Linked DNA regions of Columba livia: region 1 is linked to region 2. A link is a contact called in public Hi-C data. All regions are on one chromosome and are shown on one strand. The core of a region is the stretch at or near the end of the contact, and the rest is flanking DNA. Distances in the headings are between cores, read along the strand shown. Region 1 overlaps MEF2D (myocyte enhancer factor 2D). Region 2 overlaps IQGAP3 (IQ motif containing GTPase activating protein 3).

The links. A called contact is a pair of places that touch in the nucleus more often than the background predicts.
Region 1: a Hi-C map of crop shows a contact between it and region 2, with 5 times the contacts expected there. The contact joins two enhancer-like sites. A contact is called at or near these places in 2 of 2 Hi-C or Micro-C datasets (crop and liver).

What each region holds. Positions count from the first base shown.
Region 1 is chr28:2,448,815-2,453,545 of bColLiv1.pat.W.v2, reverse strand. MEF2D (myocyte enhancer factor 2D) reads right to left here. Exons shown (of 11, transcript XM_065043296.1): 8 at 2,474-2,664. Among named protein-coding and RNA genes, the nearest start is that of MEF2D, 73 kb to the right of the region's middle. Within about 2 kb of position 2,200, at least 1 of the 3 cell types and tissues checked has an H3K27ac peak away from gene starts, as active enhancers do.
Region 2 is chr28:2,351,680-2,356,669 of bColLiv1.pat.W.v2, reverse strand. IQGAP3 (IQ motif containing GTPase activating protein 3) reads right to left here. Exons shown (of 38, transcript XM_065042942.1): 32 at 4,736-4,880; 33 at 4,488-4,575; 34 at 3,994-4,206; 35 at 3,703-3,869; 36 at 3,474-3,575; 37 at 3,162-3,270; 38 at 2,036-2,992. The coding sequence ends at 2,879. Among named protein-coding and RNA genes, the nearest start is that of IQGAP3, 20 kb to the right of the region's middle. Within about 2 kb of position 2,234, at least 1 of the 3 cell types and tissues checked has an H3K27ac peak away from gene starts, as active enhancers do.

The DNA.
Region 1 (4,731 bases), core at 951-3,450, 97 kb before region 2:
GGGTGACAGCACCCTGGCGTGTGGGATTTGCAGCGCCCTGTGCCCACACGCTGCAGGTCCCTCTCTGCCAGCCAGGGAAGGCGATTAGCAGGGCTCTAATTGCTAAAGCCCTGGGGCTGGAGGAGCAGGTTTTCCTGGCGTTCATCCTGCTGGCAACGCTGCTTTCTCGCAGAGCCCACTGGCCCTGGGGTAAGGACACTGCGGTGAACACCACGGTGGGCAGGATTCACGCCGTGCCCCTCCTGCGGGCACCGCACCAGGATGCGACCTGCAGCGACTTGCTCTGTGGTTTTCCTAGGGGGGTGACAGCATGGGGACATCCCTGCCCGCGACGCAGGGCTGGGGCGGCGGGATGCGGCTGAGCAGCAGTGGATCGGCCCCGGGAACGGGCAGCAGCCGCCCTCCTTACACCCCGAGGCGAGCGCGGTGGTATCAGACACAGCTGCGCTGTAGGGAGCACCCACATTTTCATCCCGATTCATGCAGAGGTGTGCAAGCTGCCCCCCCCGCCCTGTGCACTCACACCCCCGTGCATTCACACCCCCGTGCACCTTGCAAAACGCTCCCAGTTGCAAACCGATCAGGCTCACGGCAAACCCATGCAGGCATGCTCTGGGGTGAGACCGCGCTCGCCGTGGGCGTGGGAAACGGGTCCTGTCTACCCTTTCCATTGGGAGAAACGGGGGGTCTCTGAACCCACTAAAGGAGCAGAAGGTGCTCAGAGCCCCGGGGGTGGCAGGGGCTGCGGGGGGGAGCGGGCAGGTCTGGCGGGGGGGCCGCTGACTCATCCTGAGTGTAAGGAGGTGGGAGTTGCCATTTGGAGAGCAGCTCTGGTGTGTAGGTTGAGCAACACGGAGGGAGCAGATGTGGGGGGAAGGTTAGCAGAGCAAGGGGGGGCATCTGCGCCAGGCAGGAGGCAAATCCGCAGAGCAGCCGAGACGGGGCTCTGTGTCCCCCTCTTGATGTCCCCTTCCCCATCCAGCTGCGCTGAGGTCCCTGTCCACCCCCTCAAGGATTTCATCACCCTCCACCTCCCCGCTGCCAGCTCAGCTTGGGCGAGGACCGTACTTCACTTCAGGCAAAAATCAACCGGGTTATCTCAGACTAACAATTAAAACTCTTCATGCCAACCTGGCTGATTTTTGCCTAAAGCAAACTGCTCCTCCAGCTCAGAGACAGGCAATGCCCTCTGGCAGCAGAACGCTGACGAGCAGATGGGGAGGCGGGTGCTGGCTGCGTTCGCTCCGCAGATGGAGAAACTGAGGCACGGAGCTGCTGGGAGCGGGGTGTTGAGCAAGAAGAGGTTTGGGGCATGGAAAGCGGCAGAATTTGCGTCTGCCAAAGCCTTGGCCAACCCTTCCCCTGGCTAAGAGTGTCTCCTTGCAGGCTGCGAGAGGTATTGGCTTACTCCTGGGTTTTTGGAGAGCTTCGCCCTGGCTGCGTTAGCTGCATCCTCTCGCCCTTTCCTCGCTGCGCTGACCTGTCGCCCATCTGCCTTGCACCAGAATAGCAACAGAACAGGGTGAATCATTGCCACAAACAAGGTGGTGTTCACTTTGCTGGCAGGGGCGGGAAAAAAAGAAAAGCCACAAAAATAACATGGAAAACTGCCCCCGTGCACAAAGGAGGTTTAGGGAGCGTACCAGCCAGCCAGTGGATTTACACAGGCTTTAAATAATATCCTTAATATGGGAAGAGCCTGATTTACTCCCTATCTCTCATGTGGTGGCAGCGGGCCAGGGCTCCCCGTGCTGTGACCTGTGGTGGCTCCGGCAAAGCCCACGAGACAGGTCCTGGTCCAGGTTGGCTCCACGCAGCGCCGGCTCCAAAGGGGACCCGGCTGAGCTCCCGGGGAAAACAACACAGCTTTGCCGGCCTTGGTGGAGAACCACGCACTTCACAGCTCGTGTCAGCCCCCAGCGCGGCCACGGGCTCCTCCTTTTCTACTTGGTTTTCCTAAAAGTGTGTTTTAATAGGGATTGATTTTCTGTGGCACGGCAGGGTTGGATGTGACATTTGTGCTGGCACCCGCGTCCCACTGTGCTCCCAGCGGAGGGCAAAGGGTGTCCACCGGGCAGGGTGTGGGGACCAAGGGGACAAGCAGCCCACGCGTCACCCCGCCACGAAGCGCACTCAGCCGGGAACTCACCAGAGCCAGGTGATCCTCCGTCTGCCCGCGGGAGAACAGAGAGAAAACCGAGAGGCACCGTTAACCCAGCGGCCCCGCTCGCTGCCCCCGCGCTCGCCGCGCCGCACGCTCGCCCACCGACGGTGTGCACAGGGCTTTGCACCAGCACGGTGCAAACGGGAATCCAAAACACCCGGCCAGCTCCCACCGCCACAGCACGGAACGGAGCCCGCGCGGCCATCTGCTCCAGCGCAAAGTTCCCCCCGCGACCCGTCTGCAGGCTGGGGACACGTCTAGGGGCTTGGGGACACGCTCCCAGCGCGCTCGCCTCTGCTGGGCACTCACCAAATGGTGCATTAACCCCTTCCCGCTCTGCGAGGTGATCACACGTAAATCGGGCTTGCGGCTGTTGGTGGCGAGCTGCGTGCTGTGCGAGGGCGGCGGCGGCGACTTGGCCGGGATGATCTTGCCCAAGCTGCTGCCGTTGGACACGGGAAGGAGCCCCGGGGAGGCTCTGGCGCTCACGTAGCCGTTACCTGCAGGAAAACAGGTGACAGAGAGGAAGGTGAATGCACGGCGGTGGTGAAGGCACGGCGAGCGGTGCCGCAGCCGTGTTCCACCAGTGCTTTGTCCTGGGAGAGCATCACCGCACCCCCCGGGTCCCCAAAACCCTCCTGCACTCTGGCAGGTTCACTGCAGCACTGGGTGAACCTGCCACAAGCCAGGCAGGGGTGCAGGCAGCACAGGCAGGGGTGCACGCAGCACAGACAGGTGCAGGCAGCGCAGGCAGGGGTGCAGGCAGCACAGGCAGGGATGCAGGCAGCACAGGCAGGGGTGCAGGCAGCGCAGGTAGGGGTGCAGGCAGCACAGGCAGGGATGCAGGCAGCACAGGCAGGGATGCAGGCAGCACAGACAGGGGTGCAGGCAGCACATGCAGGGGTGCAGGCAGCACAGGCAGGGATGCAGGCAGCACAGACGGGGGTGCAGGCAGCACATACGGGTGCAGGCAGCACAGACAGGGGTGCAGGCAGCACAGACGGGTGCAGGCAGCACAGACGGGGGTGCAGGCAGCACAGACAGGGGTGCAGGCAGCACAGACGGGTGCAGGCAGTGCAGGCAGGGGTGCAGGCAGCACAGACAGGGGTGCAGGCAGCACAGACAGGGGTGCAGGCAGCACAGACGGGGGTGCAGGCAGCACAGACGGGGGTGCAGGCAGCACAGGCAGGGATGCAGGCAGCACAGACGGGTGCAGGCAGCACAGGCAGGGATGCAGGCAGCACAGACAGGTGCGGGCAGCACAGGCAGGGATGCAGGCAGCACAGACAGGGATGCAGGCAGCACAGGCAGGGGTGCAGGCAGCACAGACAGGGGTGCAGGCAGCACAGGCAGGGATGCAGGCAGCACAGACAGGGATGCAGGCAGCACAGGCAGGGGTGCAGGCAGCACAGACAGGGGTGCAGGCAGCACAGGCAGGGATGCAGGCAGCACAGGCAGGGATGCAGGCAGCACAGGCAGGGATGCAGGCAGTACAGACAGGGGTGCAGGCAGCACAGGCAGGGATGCAGGCAGCACAGGCAGGGGTGCAGGCAGCACAGACGGGTGCAGGCAGCACAGGCAGGGATGCAGGCAGCACAGGCAGGGATGCAGGCAGCACAGACGGGGGTGCAGGCAGCACAGACAGGGATGCAGGCAGCACAGACGGGTGCAGGCAGCACAGGCAGGGATGCAGGCAGCACAGACGGGTGCAGGCAGCACAGACAGGGGTGCAGGCAGCACAGACAGGGGTGCAGGCAGCACAGGCAGGGATGCAGGCAGCACAGACGGGTGCAGGCAGCACAGGCAGGGGTGCAGGCAGCACAGACAGGGGTGCAGGCAGCACAGACGGGTGCAGGCAGCACAGGCAGGGGTGCAGGCAGCACAGGCAGGGGTGCAGGCAGCACAGACGGGTGCAGGCAGCACAGACGGGGGTGCAGGCAGCACAGACGGGTGCAGGCAGCACAGGCAGGGGTGCAGGCAGCACAGGCAGGGGTGCAGGCAGCACAGGCAGCTCCCGGTGCCCACGGCAGCTCCTCAACCTGCAGGAACCCCTGATTGTCACTGCAATAACAACCAATCAATTCGACAAGCCTGATTTGCAGCAAGGCAAATACGCTGCTCTAGCAGGGCACTGGGGCCCTGGCAAGGCGGGGTAGTCATTGTTAGGTTCAGTTTGAAGGTGTCTTTATGGTACCAGAGCAGCAAAAAAGGGGCTGTGGCAGAGCAAGGACTCGGTTCACCGATCCCACCGCCCCTTTGAAGATCTGAGGTTCCCTCCTCCTCCTGCTGCCCCACTTAAGGATTTTATGTGCAAAGAGGGGGGGAAAAAAGAAGAAAGGAAAGGAAGAAAAAGATTTTAAAAGGAAAAGATTTGATGAACATCAGGAAAGGAATAAATTGGATCAGATTACCGTTCTGATGAGGGTTTTTTTTTTTTTATGAATAGGCCCCAAAGATAGAAAGGCGTTTAGCAATCACCAGGCTTCAGCCCTCATATTCATTGCACGTTAGACCGGGAAAAATAGGTCGCTGATTGCATTATTAATCACATCTACCATTGCGCTACA
Region 2 (4,990 bases), core at 985-3,484:
GCATCTCCCGTGTGAGGAAAGGCTGAGGGAGCTGGGGCTCTGGAGCTGGACAAGAGGAGCCTGAGGGGGGACTCATTGCTGGGATCAAGATGGAAAGGGGGAGTGTCAGGAGGATGGAGCCAGGCTCTTCTGGTGACAACCAGGGACAGGACAAGGGGCAATGGGTGCAAACTGCAACACAGGAGGTTCCGCTGGAAGATGAGAAGCAACTTGTTGGGGTGAGGGTGGCAGAGCCTGGCCCAGGCTGCCCAGGGGGTTGTGGAGTCTCCTTCTGTGCAGACATTCCAACCCCCTGGACACCTTCCTGTGTAACCTCATCTGGGTGTTCCTGCTCCGGGGGGATTGCACTGGATGAGCTTTCCAGGGCCCTCCAACCCCTCACATCCTGTGTGATGCTGTGACCGGGTGAAATACAAGCCTCAGAGGGAGCCCAAACCTCCCCTTTCTCCCCATCCTCAAATGCCACCTTTCAGGATGTTTTTAGCAGCAGGTCAAGGTGGGAATGGCCTTTCCTCCCTGTCCCCTTTCAGCTGGCTGTCCCAGCCTTGACCAGCACCACACAGCCCCCAGCAAGCCCTGTGTCCTGGGCAAAGCCCCCAGGGCAGGGAAGAGCCCAAGGGCCACGCATACGAGGACAAATCCCCCGCACCCATGTGTCCCAGTCCCACATTCAGCCTGTGTGCCCAGGGATCAGTGCCACCGCTCCATCCCCCCAGCCAGGACCACAGCACAGGCACAAAACAGTGGCATCTGGCACCCCACAGCGCCACAGAGCGCTTGGAGCACCCACAGTGCATGGCCCTGCATGGCACAGCACCCACAGCCGGTGTCTGGGCGCCAATGGCCACGGCGCTTTCCCCAGCTTGCAATGACATCTAGTGGAGCTGCCTCGGGGATCGCTCAGCTCCTGACAGGCCTGTTCGGCATCACCGGGCCTGCTCAGCATTGCTCGGCCTCCCTGGCAGCACCAGGCCTGGATTTCACCCTACAAACTCCTTTTTGAAACCACAGAACCCCAGAATGTCAGGGGTTGAAGGGCCCTGGAAAGCTCATGCAGTGCAATCCCCCCGGAGCAGGAACACCCAGATGAGGTTACACAGGAAGGTGTCCAGGCGGGTTGGAATGTCTGCACAGAAGGAGACTCCACAACCCCCTGGGCAGCCTGGGCCAGGCTCTGCCACCCTCACCCCAACAAGTTGCTTCTCATCTTCCAGCGGAACCTCCTGTGTTGCACTTTGCACCCATTGCCCCTTGTCCTGTCCCTGGTTGTCACCAGAAGAGCCTGGCTCCATCCTCCTGACACTGGCCCTTTCCATCTTGATCCCCAGCAATGAGTCCCCCCTCAGGCTCCTCTTGTCCAGCTCCAGAGCCCCAGCTCCCTCAGCCTTTCCTCACACGGGAGATGCTCCACTCCCTCCAGCATCTTGGTGGCTGCGCTGGACTCTCTCCAGCAGTTCCCTGTCCTGCTGGAGCTGAGGGGCCACAGCTGGACACAAGATTCCAGGTGTGGTCTCCCCAGGGCAGAGCAGAGGGGCAGGAGAACCTCTCTGACCTACTGACCACCCCCTTCTAACCCACCCCAGGTCCCATTGGCTTCCTGGCCACAAGGGCCCAGTGCTGGCTCATGGTCACCCTGCTGTCCCCAGGACCCCCAGGTCCCTTTCCCCTACACTGTAAAGAAGTAGCTGGGGATTATTGTCATTATACAGAGCTTTTTACATCAGGCTCCCCCTCCAGCCCCTGAACATCACAAATAAATAGTTTCAGTGTCAAATGCTGTTCCTGCAAAGCCAACAGCTGCTGGAGGAGATGGTGGCAAACCTGCAGGGAAATGGCAGCTTTTTTTCCACTGAAAGCAAGAAAAGAAAAGCAATATAAAACATGACGATAGGTAATATACACCAGCAACCCCCAGAGCCCTCATCCCTGCTGGCAGCACAGCGCCCAACAGCTTAACCACATCCTGCTTGAGAACTGCAGGAGTGCTGCAGCTTGATCCCCATTCATTCCTCCAGAGATGTAATCATAGTCTTCATGAGACGTAATCATAGTATTTATTCAGGAATTAAGTGTGTTTGAAAGCGGCCTAAACTCCCCGTGCAAGAGCCGAGTGGAAGCAGCGCTGAGTCAGACGCCGAGGGATGGGGCTGCAGGAATTGTCACCAATGTCACAAAGCAGGAGGGGAGCGTTGAGCTGGGGCAGTTACTGAAGCAGCAATAGAGGTGTCCCAAAAAACCTTCTTTGTAGAACAGGACAGCAGCTCCCTCCTTTATTTCTGCCCCCAGCCTGGCTGGGGAACACACAATGAAATGAATTCAAACCATAAACATCTCCCATTGCACTTTGACTTACTAGGGAACAGCCCATGAGTGTCTTCGGAAGCAGTTATTGCCTCTATATTCTCCTTTTCTGAGCCTCCTAGAAGTCTAATTCTGCCATTTCCACACCTTTAGCGGGAAGAAAAATATATTAAAATACCTTTATTTAATCACTAAAAGCATGTATAGTGTCCAGAAATCCATAGTGTCCTCGAGCAGCCAGCTGTTCGCTAAACAGCAACGAAACAGCCAAAATACCCATGGAAAAAGATACTTAAAAGTGCTGCAGGCCACAAAAGCTGGGGCAGCTAATGGTCCGTGGGGGGGGTCAGGTCCAGCTCACGCCTGCGCAAACAGGACCGGGGGGGCTCAAGGGATTCGGGGGGGCCCGGGGCTGAGCTCCAAGGGCTCCGCACTGGGTGCCGGTGGCTGCGGATGCTCAAACGCTGTAAGCGGGCAGGAAAACTCCATTGCAAGCAGCAGCTTTCCCTGCGCAGAGACACGGTGGCCCAGGAGCACCGGCCCCCCAAGCATGCCCGTATCCCCCACCCGCCCCCTGTTACTTCTTGAAGAACTTCTTGTTGAGGAGGAAAATGAGCAGGTTGACGTTGACTTTGGCCTTATCGAACATCTTCATGACGGCTACACCCTCGTATTGCAGCTGCAGCAGGTCCTGCAGGAGAGGTGACGGTCACCGCTGCACCGGGGGGTCTGTCCCACCCTCAGCACAGAGCTGGGGCTGCAGCAGCAAGGCGCACAGCGAGGTGTCCGCAGCTCAGGGCTCCCGGTGCCCCCAAAACCAGGTGTGGGGGCACCACCCACCCCTAGAGCAGCTTCCCCACCTGGTAGTGCAGCTGGAACCGCTCCATGTCGATCCCCATGAACTTGGCTTTCACCTGGAACCTGCCCGATTCCTCGCAGGGGATGATGTCAAAGATCACATTCCTGAACCTGAAGGGACAGAGGTGCTCGCTACCAAAAGCGCCTTCAAGGAGCCCAAAAACCCCTCCACATCCCAACCATCCCATGTTCCAGTTGTACCCGGACCAAACAGCCCCAGCCTGGGGAGGGACAACGCCAGGCCCTTGTGCGCCCTCCTCCCGGGCTGTTTTGCTGCTCCTGCCCAAGCTCAGCGCAGAGCAGGAGTTACATACTGGCTGAGCGGCAGCTCCTCGATCTCCAGCAGCACCCCCTTGTCAAACAATCGGGCCGCTGTGTAGCGCAGCGGCTGCAGCTTCTTGTTCTTCCCGCTGACCCTTGAAGAGAAGGGACCACACGCTCAGAGCCGGACTCCAGCCTCAGACCTCACAACATCCAGACAGCAATGAAAACATGTATATATTGCTTAAAAACTATTGGGTTTTTTTTTGTAAGGAAACATACTTGTTGCTGGCCGCCAGGTTGTCGAGACAGGTCTTGATGTACTGGTTGTAATAATCTATTTGCTCCTCGTAAAACAAGGTCTTGGCGTTGAGGCCCTGCAAGGTCTGTCGCAGCTTCAGGAGCTCCTCTCTGCGGTGCTGCCGGTACCGCCGCTGGTTGCGGATGTCCTGGAGGAAACAAAGCCATACAAGAAAAGCTATACAGCTCACCCAGGGCATGGTTGAAGCACACAAGTGAGATCTCAGGTGGCTTTAGCGAGGTGACGTCCCAGATCAGCGTCCCCCAGCACACCTTGGCCAGCTGGTTGATGAGCTCCTGGTACTGGTGAGCAGAGTCCACCAGCCCCAGGCTCTCCAAGCGCCGCAGGTTGCGGATGATCTTGCGCTTCTTGTCCTCCATGGAGAGCTGGTTGTTGGCGGCCAGGGAGCGGTTGTGTTTCAGCGTGACGGGGGTCTGGGCGTCCCGCAGCGCTCTCCTGCGCATGAGATGCTCGTGAGAGGCTTCCTGGGGGCGAGACAAGATAGGGTGAGCCTGGCACCCTGCTGGAATGGGACAGGAGGAGATGGAGCAGCTAAACCCACCCCCCCACCGCCCCTTTTGATATGAATGTCTCCTAGCCCAAAATATATGCTTTCTAAGAAAAAGAAAGAGACCAGCTCCTGCTGGAACATAAGAACAGTGCCCCAGCCTTCGAGATGAGCAGGGCAGCGTGTTGCCCGTGGCTTGTTTGCCTTTTCGTTGAGAATTCTTTTAGCTCATCCCAGCAGCAGCCTCGTGCATCCCACCTCATGCTCCGAGGCCCGTGTCCACAGGATCTCTGTGAGGGAATCTCCTGCCTGCGACTGGATCACGTCCACCAGCATCTGCTTGGTGCTAGAGACCAGAGAGAGAGAGGTGGAGGGAGGCTCCTCAGGACCATGACCCCCTTCTACCAAAGCAGCACATTACTTAGTTGTCTCCCAAGGTTTTCTTGCCCCCCGCGAGCATCCCAACCTCCAAGAGCCCCCCTGGAGCTCCCAGAGCCCGTTCTCACCTCAGCAGCAAGCTCCTGGCATCGCTGTCCTCGCTGCTGGTCACCGGCACCAGCTTGCCGGTGAGGGTGAGGGACATCTCCATTTTGCTGAGGTGGGCGAGTCCCTGCTCGGCACTGCCGTCCACCGGGCTGGGAACGCTCTCCCCTGCGAGGGCAGAGAGAGCCCGAGTAGCCACGTGTGGCTCCGGAGGGTTGGCTTCCCCAAGCCCAAAGCAACCCAGCTAGAGCTTCATGCGAGAAAACCATCGGCATCAC